2 separate regions of the Mus musculus genome follow, and region 1 is linked to region 2. Evidence: chromatin contacts called from public Hi-C data. All regions are on one chromosome and are shown on one strand. Each heading gives the region's core, a stretch centred on a gene start, on an enhancer-like site or on the middle of the called end of the contact. The rest is flanking DNA. Distances are from core to core; before and after follow the strand shown.

Region 1 (2,700 bases), core at 64-2,563, 240 kb before region 2:
GCACAGAGGCTGGGGTGGATTGCAGGCAGAGGAGGAGGGTTAGGTCTGGCTGGATGTTTGTGGGTTTGCTCCGACTCAGCAGAAGCACTCGTGCTGCTGGCCCGGAGGTGGCTGGCTGGCTGTGTGGTTGGGGTTTGCAAAAGACTCTGAAGAGCCTTTTGCCAGAGGGGCTTTAAAAGTTGCAGCTCTCAGCAGCCACTATCAGCCGGGATTTTTTTCCCCCTTTTCTCCTTCAGATTGAATCCAGTCAAGGTTTTATTGGCTTATCTGTTCTCAGGTTGACCCTTCTTCTTCCTTACCTGTGCAGCCTCCCCTGTCACTCACTACACTTCCGGGCACACAGTGGCCCAGGGAAGGAATTCTCTCTTTAGCAGGGCTACCACTTGGTCCTGGTCTCTGCTTCCTCACTCGAAAATTCCTTTGGTTTCCCCTAAGAGGTGTGAGTTCACTCAGGATGAAGACATACCAGGATCTTGTATGGGTTCAGATTCAGGGGTGAGGGGACTGCTCCCCTCTCTGTGTCATGTTTGAGCCATTCTCAAAAGGCTTCCAGAAAATGGATAGTGCAGTGTGTCTGGAGAACCCAGTATCCTGGATGGTGGGAGTTGCTATTGTCACCTCTCCTCTCCAGGACTCATATCCTTAGGCCCTCTGAAGGGTCAGGGCTCTTGCCTGCCTGCCTCTGAGTATCTGTCATCTTTTGCTTTGTTTGGTCATCGTGGCCCTGCCCCTGCCCCTAACTTAGAAAAGATGAGCCAGGGCCAAGCCTGGCTGCCTTGTCTCCTGGCCAGCAGTGCATGCTGCTTTGCGTCAGCAGAAAAAGTGTCCCCTGCCAGCCACATTCTAGAGCACACTGTCCCTTGCAGCCCTAGCCTGAGAGGACTCTGTGCCGCGTCCCTGCTTGCTGGCCTGAGTTTGGTCTCTCTCTGCCCATATACCTGGTGACTCGGGAACCTCAAAATACGGCTTGGTGGCCCAGTGACTTCAGGGGATGTGCTCGGGGTTTGCCTTCCATGCCTGTTCCTCCTTCCCAGGGTTACAAGGGGTGTCTCCTCCAAGCTCCTCCCAGCTCCCAAAATACCAGCCCTACCTCCCAGCACTGCCAGAAAATGCTTAGCACATTAGCGGGTTTAGCTACAACCACAGTGACAGACACTTAGGAGGCTGCAGAAGCACATAGATTTCATTTTGAATTCCTCCTGGCATCTCACTATTTTGACAACACAGGGCGGCACCACCGTTACTAGGAACCTGTGTGGTAGAAGGGTGGGGGTGGGAGTGTGGGGAGCCACAGCGAGCATGGAATCCTGAAGAGCCTGCGACCGCACCTGCCTCCCATTCTGCTGTGACTGCATCTGTCGTTGGCAGGCCTGTCTGGCGCGGACCTCCCTTTGGCCTTCTGGAGCACACTTGGAGAAGGTTTTGGATCCTAACAACTCCCTCCTCCCCGTCCCCCAGTTGCCTCAGCTCAGTGGCTTCTCTTGCAGGGGAGATGAGAGGCTCCTGGTCCTGCCAGGGAGGCAGCCAGGCGGGCTGAGAGAAGCAGTCTCAGGGAACAGCCTTGCTCTCTGGGGCCTCTGCTCCTTCTCTGCCATTTCATGCTGCAGGCTCCGAAGCTGTCTCCAACTCTCTAGAACCCAGTCTTCTCATATGAAAGCTAGACAAATGTGGCTGGCTTTCCCTACCTCCACGTAAGGCTTGTCATATGCAAGAGACAAATAAATGCAGAGGCGTTTTTTTTTTTTTTTTGAAAGTGTCAGGTGAGGCACACGTTCCCCTGCAGAGAACATGTTATGTCTTGTTTACTGTGAGTTCCTCCACAACGTCTAGTTTAGTGAATAGAAAGGAAAATCTGAGGACTTTCTAGAAATTGCCAGCATGCTCCCTTGAGTCATGGTGTGGTGAAGAACGGCAAGGCTCTGGAGGTATTAGTGAGCAAGGGCTGCTGGAACAGGTAGCATAGACTGAATAGTGTGAGCACCAGGAGTGTAGTCTGTGACACCAGGGAGGCTGGAAATCCAGGGTCAAGGTATGAGCTGTGTGGGCCCCTCCTGTGGCCGCTGAAGACGACGATGAGTCTGCTCTGTGGCCTCTCCCAGCTTCTGCTGCCTCCCTGTATGCCCTCCTCTGTTTGAACCTTCACAGGGTAGTGGTGTCCCTATGTGAAGCTCTGTGTCCAAACACTATTTTAGTTTTAAAGGAAGACACCAATTGTTCCTGAATTTTTGGAGATTTTATGTCCCAGAAATAGTTTTATTTTATTTCCCAAATGGCTTATAAAACATAAAATTGTCTTTTAGAATCAAATGTAGTATCAGTTTATACTTTTCACTTATTTCCTCCCTCCCCGCTCCTTTCCTGCTTGCTTGCTCTCTCTCTCTCTCTCTCTCTCTCTCTCTCTCTCTCTCTCTCTCTCTCTCTTTCTTTTTTTCTTTCTTACTTATGTTTTTGGTTTTTTGAGACAGGGTTTCTCTGTGTAGTCCTAGCTGTCCTGGAACTCACTCTGTAGACCAGGCTGGCCTCGTACTCAGAAATCTGCCTGCCTCTGCCTCCCAAGTGGTGGGATTAAAGGTGTGTGCCACCACTGCCTGGCTATTTATTTATTTTTAAGACATGGTTTTTGACTATCTCAGGCTGGCCTTGAATTCACCCTGTCTCGAGGAGAACTTGAATCAGCGCCCCCCACCCCCACCCCCCAAC
Region 2 (2,700 bases), core at 178-2,677:
CTCTCTATTCCCCTGGACAAGGACTGCCATGTCTGACTCTTACTGCCTTCCTCCATTTCCACTGCTGTCAGTCCAGGGGAATCCCAAGATGTCCCCAGAGATGATCCCCAGCATCCAAAGACACCCCCACCCCAACCTCCACTTCTGCCTGCCTGTTCCACTGCCGTGTAGACACCCCCATAGTCACACCTGGACTCCTCAAAATTGCTGATTCCTGAACAAGTAGACTCTGAAATGTGCTTTCCGGGCCCGCCCTCCGTCCCTCCCTCATTCCCCCCTCTGCTGTTCCTGCACACCTACCAATCTGCTGCCCCTGGTCCTCCAGTCTCACCCTAACGGCTTAGGACAGGCTTAGAATACTGCCTCTCCACAGCACCTCCCCCAGTCTGATTCCTTTGAAATCTTCAGCTCCCACGTTTCCCCTCCAAGCCAGGACCATAGAGTTGCTGTAGGGCTTCCCATTCTCCCGCGGCCTCCTGCAGGCTTGTGCCTCTCTGTGCCCTCACTGCTAAGCCCTCTTCTGAATCTCTCATTGGTCCCTGGCTCTGACCTTTCAACTCTAAGTCCACTCCAGTCCTGCACACAGGGCTTCCATCACGAGGTCCTCTTCTGATTGATGCCTAATAGCCAGGTGTTTTTGTTTGTTTTGTTTTTTTAACCTGTTCTTCATATCTTCTGCCCAGTGTGCATTTTATTTATGTCTCTGGCTCATGTCATGACAGGTTGGCTACATATTGATGCCTTCCACTAGAAGGCGTGGCCTTTGTGGACAAGAACCATTTTTTTACTCAACTCTGCCAGCACAACACCTGCCCTATGACCAATCTTGATAAATATTGCAACCTTTGTGTGTGTGTGTGTGTGTGTGTGTGTGTATGGGAAGCATATGTATGTGTGTGCTCAGAAGGTAGCCTTGGGTCTCATTTCTCAGACACCATCTGCCTTGTTTTTGGTGTAGGGTGTCTCATTGGCCTGAAGTTTGCCAAATAGGCTCTCTAGTTGACCAGAGAGCTCCAACAATCCACCCATTTCTGCCTTTCCAGTGCTGGGATTACAAGTCTGGGATTACTATGCCTGGCTCCCTCCCCCCCCCCCCCGCACCCCCTCTCCCCCCCACACACAAAGGCTCTAGGAATCAAACTCAGGTCTCCAGGCTTGCAAGGCATGTGCTCTACTGACTAAGCTATCTCCCTAGCCCAGATATTATATTTTTAAACTTCCTAGGACATGCCTTCCGTCAGGCATTCCCCTGGGTCACTGTCAGGGAAGCTGCAAAGCCCGACCTCATCTCTCCCTAAGGTTTTCCAGGGGAAAGATTCCCTCAGAGCTCTCTCATTAGTTTGTCCTTTCTCCTTTGTGGTGCCAGAAGCTAGATGGTCACTCCTAGTCTGCCGCACAGGAGGCAGGCTGTGATGGGGAGGGGGGGTGTATAGGAGCGGTAGGAGGAGGCACCAGGGACCAGAGAATATCACAGAACGCTGTGTGAACTGGCAGCAGCAGTTCTGTGGGCTCACCAGCTGGCATGATGGGGGGGGAGGGGGGAGAGAGCCAGAGGGAAAGTTCATGTTTTTCTGCCCAAAGCTGAGAATTAGGAGGGCAGCCAGTGGTCTCCGGGCTGACGGCTTGGGAGGGAGACGTGTCAAGGTCACCTCTGCTTTGTGCCTGACCGAAGGGAGGCATTATGGATGTTGTGTGTGTTCATGTGTGGGTGTTGCAAGCCACTGGGCACGTCTAGATAGCTAATAGTGTGCTTCCACGGCAGAGCGAGGGGAAGATCCACTAATCCGATTTGTAATTTATCTCTTGGGTTGATCCCAGTGTTTCCTTTTGTTTCTGACTTGATGCATTTATCTGAGGGCTCAGCGAGTTCACCTTGGCAAAGTCTTGCATGAATAGAAGCATTTAACTTAACAGATAAGCACATAGCTCATAGTCCTGTGTGTGTGTGTGTGTGTGTGTGTGTGTGTGTGTGTGTGTGTGTGCATATGTGCATGCAGCTGCTTTAACCCTTAAATGAGGGACTTCCTCTCAGGAGGGGAACACAGGATCAGCTTCTGAGTTCTTGCTTTTGTGAAGGCAGTAGACACAGAGAGCCAGCTCGGGTGGGGAGAGGCCTCGGAGCTGGTTCCCGCTAGAAGATTCTGGAGACAGTCAGTCAGTCAGCTCACAGACTAAGGTTTTCTTTATTCCAGGCAGGTTGGGGAAGTGGTGGAGAAGAGACAGCTCTGGGCTTCTCACCTTCTCAGAGTCATATCGTTCCCAAGCACAAAGAACTTAGGCAGCGTTGACTCCTACCTTCCTAGGCATCAAATTTACCCAAGAATGTTTATCAAAGAGGCAGGTTTCTTGAGTCCTCTCAGGCCTCCTGCTTTGCTGGGGTTGAACATCACCCAGGGAAGCTGCTACCTCCTCAGCTGCCTAAGGATGCACGGCTAACAGTGCTGGCCCAAGGCTAGGAAGAAGTCTTCTGGCTCCCATCTGGATGTCCCCCCACACAGCCCAAGTGTCCTGGGGCTTACAGCTTTGGGAAACAACACGGCTCAGACTGGATACCAGAGAGTGTTGAAAACACCTTTATCTGAAGATCTCACGAATCCATTTAATTACATTAGTTCCTACTAAGAGTGTGTAAGGGCTTTAATTTCCAGAGTGGGTCAAGTCAGCAGAAATGGATCACTCACCCTGGGATGACCTGGTACT

The links. A called contact is a pair of places that touch in the nucleus more often than the background predicts.
Region 1: a Hi-C map of cerebral cortex shows a contact between it and region 2, with 4 times the contacts expected there. The contact joins two enhancer-like sites. A contact is called at or near these places in 4 of 484 Hi-C or Micro-C datasets (brain, cerebral cortex, cortical neurons and 1 more) and 1 of 115 datasets of contacts at active chromatin or transcription factors (embryonic stem cells).

What each region holds. Positions count from the first base shown.
Region 1 is chr12:83,410,539-83,413,238 of GRCm38.p6, reverse strand. The region is part of intron 1 of Dpf3 (D4, zinc and double PHD fingers, family 3); the gene reads left to right. Among named protein-coding and RNA genes, the nearest start is that of Dpf3, 76 kb to the left of the region's middle. Within about 2 kb of position 1,313, at least 58 of the 459 cell types and tissues checked have an H3K27ac peak or open chromatin away from gene starts, as enhancers often do. A contact at or near this core is called in brain, cerebral cortex and cortical neurons, where this site is marked.
Region 2 is chr12:83,168,803-83,171,502 of GRCm38.p6, reverse strand. No RefSeq gene overlaps it. Among named protein-coding and RNA genes, the nearest start is that of Gm51988, 16 kb to the right of the region's middle. Within about 2 kb of position 1,427, at least 38 of the 459 cell types and tissues checked have an H3K27ac peak or open chromatin away from gene starts, as enhancers often do. A contact at or near this core is called in brain, cerebral cortex and cortical neurons, where this site is marked.